Regions from separate parts of the Macaca mulatta genome. Here region 1 is linked to region 2. Evidence: chromatin contacts called from public Hi-C data. All regions are on one chromosome and are shown on one strand. The core of a region is the stretch at or near the end of the contact, and the rest is flanking DNA. Distances in the headings are between cores, read along the strand shown.

Region 1 (3,704 bases), core at 899-3,398, 98 kb after region 2:
GGAAGGGGTCGTATCACTTTGCCTCTCCTACCCCCACTGTCCCGAATGTCGGGCAGCGATGTACATATGGGGGTGGGGTGGGCAGGGTGCTGTGCCCCTTCAGGGGGAGTGCAGGGCTCGGGGTGGGCCTAGTCCTGCTCCTAGGGCTGTGAATGTTTTCAGGGTGGGGGGAGGGAGATGGAGCCTCCTGTGTGTTTTGGGGGAAGGGTGGGTGGGGCCTCCCACTTGGCCCTGGGGTTCAGTGGTATTTTATATTTGCCTTCTTCCTGTACAGGGCTGGGAAAGGCTGTGTGAGGGGAGAGAGGGTGGGACTGCTGTGGATAATGGCATACTCTCTTCCAGCCCTAGGAGGGGGGCTCCCAACGGTGTAACTTATTGTGTCCCCGCGTATTTATTTGTTGTAAATATTTGAGTATTTTTATATTGACAAATAAAATGGAGAAAATGAAACGATTTCTGTGATGGGGCTAAGATGTTTGGGCTAAAGCCCTTCTGGGTACCGAGAGGGAAAGCTCTCTGGGTGGAGGGAGGCTGGACAGGACCTCCCCCACAGTCCCAGGGCGGCCACCACTTTTGTGGTCCCTGCCTGCCTGCCTGTGGGAGGGAACAGCCCAGCTCCAGTGTTTTCCCACAGTGGTGGCTGCGGCGCTGGGAACCAGACCATGGCCACAGCCCCTTGGGAGCCAGCTTTGGCTTCTGGCCAGAAGGAGAAGTCAGGGCACTGGGAGTCCAGGGGAGAAGTGGAGTTGGGGGGCGGGGGTGCCTTCCCAGAACTCAGGACGGTTAGTGGGAGTGAGGGGCCAAAGGAGTGGAAGGTTGTGGAGATGAGATCGTTGTTTGTGTGAGGATGGGGTTCTCAACCCGCTTAGGGGAGGAGAAATGACTTCCAGCCTTCTACCCACCACGAATGCTTAGGGTCTTCAGTGCCCCAACTGGGGGGGGGGAAGGAATTTACACCCAGTGTGCACCAGACCACTGTCCTGGAGAGGGACTGGCACAGAACCCAACCTGCATTCTGTTGCTCGTGCACCCTTTCTAAACCAGTCAGGCCGTGGAAGTGAGGTCTCCCCTGTACACTTGATCGTGGCGTGAGCAGGCAGCTGCCTGGGTTTTAACTGGGAATTGAGAAGGCTGGGGTCTGCTGAGGAGCACGCTGCGCGGGTTCACGGTCTGCAGACGGCCGCCCAGAGGGTTTTGATCGTGAAGACCGATTCGGTAAACTCGGCGCCCACTGTGGGGCCAGGGGGTTCTACACAAACCAAGGCCCTGCCCCTGCCCTTGAGGTAGAGCTACAAGCAGGAGAAGTTGTAGCCACCACCAGCCCCTTGCTGGACTTGTAAGGAAGAGCGGGGTACGGGGACGAGACCTTTCCAGCCGTCACTTTGCCGCTGCCTCGGGGGCAATCGGCCTTGGCCCAGGGTGGTGCCAGGAAGAGGGGGTAAAGACCGCGGAGCGCGCCCCGGCGCGATGGTTCACGCCTGTAATCCCAGCACTCCGGGAGGCCGAGGCGGGCGGATCACGAGGTCAAGAGATCGAGACCACCCTGGCTAACACGGTGAAACCCCGTCTCTACTAAAAATACAAAAAATTAGCCAGGCGTGGTGGCGGGCGCTTGTAATCCCAGCTACTCAGGAGTATGACGCAGGAGAATCGCTTGAACCCGGGAGGCGGAGGCTGCAGTGATCCGAGATCGCGCCACTGCACTCCAGCCTGGGTGACAGAGCCAGACTCGGTCTCAAAAAAAAAAAAGAGACCGCAGAGCGTGTGGCGCCTCCCTGCCCTAGCGGCCCGGCGGGACTAGAGGCGGTAAAGAGAGGAGCCAGAGAGGTCGCTGGAGGGCTGGGTCATGGTGAAGGTAACTGGAAAGCTCCCGACCGGACCCAGCCGCCTCATCCCCACACCCGGCAAGGCCAGGCGGCCTAAAGGCCCTCCCGAGGCGCGCAGCTCCCGGAACCCAGCGCCTCCGCTTAGCCTCTGACGCCCTCGCGCGGCCGCCTCGGGGCATGGCCCGGCGCAACAAGCCCCGCCCTACCTCTGCAATTGGTTCTCGAGCTAAGGCCTAGGCGTTTGATTGGTAGGTTTTGGTGAGGAGGCGGGACTAGGACGACAGCCGCGGACGCCAAGCAGCCAGATCCGGGACGCGGGGCGGGCCCTGCGTCCGCCCCTCCCGCCGAGGCCGCGCGTGAGACCCGGGGTAGGTCGGCTGGCGCCGGGGCCGTGATGGCGACGCCGAGGCCCTGCGCGGATGGGCCCTGCTGCTCGCAGCCCAGCGCGGTGCTCGGCGTACAGCAGACGCTGGAGGAGATGGACTTCGAGAGGGGTGAGGCGGCCGCGCGGCCCTGGTGGCTCTCCCCAGGCCCCGGCCCAAGGAGGAGGCGCGGGGCCGAGGAGAGGCGGGTGAACTGGGCCCCGAGAGCGTGGGGCCTGGTGCGGGAGGGCGGGCGGGACTCGTGGTTCCCGCGTACTGAGAGCCTGCCAGGGCCTCTCACTAGCTCAGCCAGCAGACACCTGTTTCGCGGGCGGCGGGGAAGCCGAGACACTGGTTTCCAAAACCCTCCCGAGTGGCGGGGGACGACCTCCCCTGGGAGACGCCCTCCCCTGGGAGACGCAAGCCTGCTCAGGTGTGGGAGAGAGGGGCCGGGGGGCAGAATCTGCACTGGGGCATTGCACCCCCCGAGGGGCTGCAGGCCTGGGGGCTGCGCGGTGAAGGAGGGCACTGGCCCTTGTTTGGCCCCGGGTGCCAGGCAGCCTGCATGCTTTAGAGATGGCAAGAACTTCGCACGGGTATCCTTCGAGGCAGGGCACGGTATCTCATCTGTGGGACCCAGAGAGATAACACGTTTGGCCCAGATTATACAGAGATTATGGTGGCAATAGGAACGGAGGAAGGCGGGAAAGCAAGGTGCTTCTTCTGAGTGTTGGGAGCCATTGTGCTACTTGTGCTGTGTCGGCTACCCGTGCGGATGCAGCCCTCGATTGCCACTGCTGTGCAAGCATTCTCATGGAACCCTTCCTTTACCATGGTTCTGGCACCTGCCCACTTCCCTCCGCCCCTCCCACCACTGTCCTCTGCACTGCCGAAGTGGTTGCCTCAAGAGGGTCTTTCCGCCCCCACGATTGCCCTCCTACAGGGTTTCCTACTCTCACATAGCAGCCAGAGCGGCTTTTTGAATATTAGAAATCAGATCATTCCTTGTTATGGCCTACAAAGCTCTGTAGACCCACCCCTGCCGCCTCTACTTCTCTCCCTCATTTTATTTCTCGTGCTTTTCTTCTCCCAATCACTACGCCGCAGCCACACTAGTCTTGTTTTGGTGTCTCAAATATGCAAGACCTTTTCCTGAGTGAAGGCCATTGGACTTCTTGTCCCGTCTCCTTCGAATGAACTTCCTACAGCCGTTAAGCTAGCTGATGCTTTTCTTCAGATCCCAGCTCCAATGGCATCTCCTCAGAAACCCTCCCTAAACACCGTAGTTCTCAACTGGGGACAGTTCTGCCCTTTAAGGGACTTGGGGAATGTCTGGAGACATTTTGAGTTATCACAGGCGGGAGGGTGCTACAGGTGTGTAGTAGGTAGAGACAAGGGATGCTATATACATGGTACAACGCACAGGACAGCTCCCTACAGTAATCATCCGGCCCATAAATGTCAATAGTGCTGTTAAGAAGTAAACATTGCATTATCCAAAGTTAGGCCAGTTACT
Region 2 (4,048 bases), core at 1,411-3,910:
AGCCTCCTAAGTAGCTGGGATTATAGGCGCATGCCACCACGCACAGCTAATTTTTTTTTCTTTCCTTTTTTTTGAGACAGAGTCTTGCCCTGTCGCCCAGGCTGGAGTGCAGTGGTGTGATCTCGGCTCACTGCAAGCTCTGCCTCCCGGGTTCACGCCATTCTCCTGCCTTAGCCTCCCGAGTAGCTGGGACTACAGGCGCCCACCACCACGCCTGGCTAATTTTTTTTTTGTATTTTTTAGTAACGGGGTTTCACGGTGTTAGCCAGGATGGTCTTGATCTCCTGACCTCATGATCCTTCGGCCTTGGCCTCCCAAAGTGCTGGGATTACAGGCGTGAGCCACCGCACCCAGCCTCGCACTGCTAATTTTTGTGTATTTAGTAGAGATGGTGTTTCACCATATTGACCAGGCTGGTCTTGAACTTCTGACCTCAGGTGATCCACCCCCTTCGGCCTCCCAAAGTGCTGGGATTACAGGCATGAGCCACCGTGCCCGGACAACACTCGCTTATTTTTATTTCATTTTTTTCTTGATTTTAGTCAGGCCCATGTTCTGCTGCCCACGCTGGAGTGCGGTAGTACGATTACAGCTCACCGCAGCCTGCAAGTCGTGGCTCAAGAGGTCCTCTTGCCTCAGCCTCCCGAGTAGTTGGGATCACAGGTGTGCACTACCGTGCTCAGCTAATTTGTATTTTTTTAGAGACAGGGTCTCACTTTGTTGCCCAGGCTGGTCTCGAATTCCTGGCCTCAAGCTATCCTCCTGCCTGGGCCTTCCAAAGTTCTGAGATTATAGACATGAGCCACTGCATCTGGCCTCTCTTATTTTTTATTTATTTATTTTTGAGGCAGAGTTTCACTCTTGTTGCCCAGGCTGGAGTGCAATGGCACAATCTCGGCTCACCACAACCTCCGCCTCCCAGGTTCAAGCAATTCTTCTGCCATAGCCTCCCTAGTAGCTGGGATTATAGGCATGTGCCACCATGCCTAGCTAATTTTGTATTTTTAGTAGAGATGGGGTTTCTCCATGTTGGTCAGGCTGGTCTCGAACTCCCGACCTCAGGTGATCCACCCGCCTCGGCCTCCCGAAGTGCTGGGATTATAGGCGTGAGCCACCGCGCCCGGCCCTCTCATGTTTAAACAAAGGAAAAAAAGAAAGAAAGAAAAAGGCCATAGGTGAAAGCTTTGGTTGCTGTTGGTCTCTGTTGTATTTAGGCATTTTATTCAGACTGATCTGAGTAATTTGGCAAAGGCCCAGTAGCTGATACTTATAAATAACTACACTTGCTGTTTATCCTTTGGCCATCACTTGGGATTCTCAAGGCATTCAGAGACCTTGCCCTCTGGGACCGCTGCCCATAAAATAAATGAGGAGGTTGAGGCGGGAAGAATCTTCCCTTGGGCGTGATGAGGAACAGAAATTCCAAGATGAAGCTGGCCAGAGCTCTGCTCGGAAAGCCCCGTGTGCTGAGCCCAGCTGCCCCCATTTGCTGTCACTGGTTTTGTGGGTTTCCCAGTTGTAGCTGATGTCCTCCCCTTGCTTCCTTCTGCTCCAGTGGGCAGTGAGGGTGGAGGCAGGCACCTGCCCGCTGTCATTGCGGTTGTGGCTGGGGATTACCAGTGTTGACTCTGACTGCTCCCTCATCTCCAATCACAGCTGAGGACTCTGATGGGAACCTCCCTTCATGGGACCCTCAGGGCTGACAGCTGGGGGCTTCCCACTCAGCCAGGCCCGTGCGGCATCTGCTGCCGACGGAGGCTCTGTCCCTCCTTCTCTCCCTCCAGGGTCCTCCAGCATTCTCAGGATAACATCTGACCTCAGCATTGGCTTGGCCGTGGACAAAGGGACCGCCTTGGACCCAGCCTCTCTGTTCTTGATGTGGGGACATGACTCTGACAACAGCCAATTCCGTCACCCAAGGCGTTTGAGCTTTCACCACACACGCCTCCCACCCCCTTTCCTTTTCCCCTTTTCCTCCAGGCTTCCCAGCCCAGGTGCTGCTGTTGGGACCCTGCTTCCTTCCCCAGAGTCAGGGCATTGTCTGTACACGAGGCCCATTCCCTGCCCAGCAGCCAAGCTCAAGGTCACCCTGTGGCACCCTGAAGGACGTGGGAGGGCCTGTGGCTGAGCCAGGGCGAAGCAGCGCTCCCTCCCCGCCGAGCGTGCATTCAGCCTGCAGAAGGGAGTCCTTGCCTCTAACCCTAAACACAGAATTCCTTGAAAGCCAGTCATCCCAGGGCAGAGCAGGCCTATGTCCTTTCTGGCTTTCTCTTGCTCCCGGTCCCATAGTCAAAATTTTCTCAGCAGCAGTGAACTCAGAGGCCAATCCGTCATTCCTCTGGCAGAAACTGCGAGGCCCACGTAGCAGAAGGGAGACGTTGAAACTGTGGGGTCTCTCCCTTGGAGCAGCGGTTAGAAATGTGTTGATCTGAGCCAACAGGGCCTTGTACAATCAATTCTCCCACTAAGAAACTGGCGGGGTGCCCCCTCCAGCAGAATGCCAGAGCCAGCGTCTCCTTAGAGTCCCTGAAGCGCCAGCCTCCTCACCACATGGCCGTTGTCGGGGTTCTGCCAATTCGCAAGGTCCTCCAGACGTTGTTTACATGGGTATTGTCTGTGTTCAGGCTGCTGTGCATGTTCTTGAACCACACGCGTCTTGTTGGGGTCAGTCCATGAAAGTCTCCATGTGACTGGGCACGTGGATAGCGTGGAGCATGCCAGCAGTCCTGGGGTGCACACGTGTTTGTATGTACAAACGAAGGTCTATTTCAGGGCGGTAAACTTCACCACCACGGGAACAAAGCTGCTTTCTCCTCTGAACCTAAATGACTTAGAGAAAAAACATGCAATTTGTAAATTGCCTGGACATTCTCAGAGAGACAGCAGCTTGGCCCAGAGGATAATCTTTGTTTTGTAGCATTCTGTTCCTGGCAGATTATAGTATGACGTCCTTTTTAAAGGAGAAGGAGGAGGAGCAGAAGGAGGAGGTTGGGCTGACTGAAAAACTGGAAAACTTTTTATCTAGGGTGGCAACGTTAAGTACTTTCTGAAATGTTCTTTGCATGCATTTGGGCCGTTAAAAAGAAAAACAAACGTGAACTACGTTTTCATTTCCTGGAATCCATGTTACTTATCTTTGGGATGCGGTCTAGAGAGAGCAAGCAAAGATGGTGGTCACAAAATGCACAGGACGTAGGAGAATCCTACCCCAAACCCAGGCTCTCTGGGGATGACCGGGAGCTCAGGAACGGTGACAAAAGTCCAGCCAACCTCCTATAAAATAACTTCTGAAGCACTTCCTACCAGAGGCCCTACAACCATACGAAACATTGCAACAACTCATTTTGCAGAGACCTGGAATCTTGTAGGTCAAAGTGATCTACCAGGTCAGCGGTCCCCGAGGCAGGGCTCATCTCCACACCAGTGCTGATTTTGAGAGCTCCTGTTAGGAGAAAGAGGCCCGAGGGGGTAGCATGAATGGGCATACGGTCACGGCCACAGCCGCGTGGCTGGTCTGAGCATGCCTCCATCCCTGGAATCTGGGACACTTGCGGCTCACGTGGTTTTTGAAGAATCCTCTATGGAACTCCTGTTTGGTATTTCCTTCCCAGAATGTCTTCATCCCGGGCCCCTTTCTGTTATTTTCCCGTCTTCTCAGGTGTCCCCTTTGTGTCTGAAAAACATAGGGCAGAGCAGAAACGCCCTGTGTAACCGGATCTCGAGACGCTGGCCTCGTAGGGGTAATCCTGCCCGCCCCTTGCAGCTGGAGGAACCCGAGGCTAAGACACCCACTCCTGGCCTCACTCCTCACCTTTCCACACCCCTGGCAAATATCCCACCTTCCCCTGTGGCCAAATGGAAAGGGCAGACTGCACTGCCCTACCGTGTTTTGTTTGTTTGTTCGAGACGGAGTCTTGCCCTGTTGCCCAGGCTGGAGTGCAGTGGCTCGATCTTGGCTCACTGTAACCTCTGCCTCCCAGGTTCAAGTAATTCTCCTGTCTCAGCTTCCCGAGTAGCTGGGATTACAGGTGCACGCCACCATGCCTGG

What was found. A called contact is a pair of places that touch in the nucleus more often than the background predicts.
Region 1: a contact with region 2 is called in a Hi-C map of fetal cortex germinal zone, with 9 times the contacts expected there. The contact joins the promoter of ANKRD39 here to the enhancer-like site in region 2. A contact is called at or near these places in 8 of 14 Hi-C or Micro-C datasets (CD4 T cells, blood, cortical neurons and 4 more).

What each region holds. Positions count from the first base shown.
Region 1 is chr13:5,525,517-5,529,220 of T2T-MMU8v2.0, reverse strand. It overlaps ANKRD39 (ankyrin repeat domain 39), which reads left to right and starts at 2,148. Exons shown (of 5, transcript XM_015112915.3): 1 at 2,148-2,320. The coding sequence starts at 2,221. SEMA4C (semaphorin 4C) reads left to right here. Exons shown (of 15, transcript NM_001266458.1): 15 at 1-116.
Region 2 is chr13:5,623,938-5,627,985 of T2T-MMU8v2.0, reverse strand. All of the region lies in intron 5 of FAM178B (family with sequence similarity 178 member B), which reads left to right. Among named protein-coding and RNA genes, the nearest start is that of FAM178B, 41 kb to the left of the region's middle. Within about 2 kb of position 2,660, at least 12 of the 40 cell types and tissues checked have an H3K27ac peak or open chromatin away from gene starts, as enhancers often do. A contact at or near this core is called in fetal cortex germinal zone and fetal cortical plate, where this site is marked.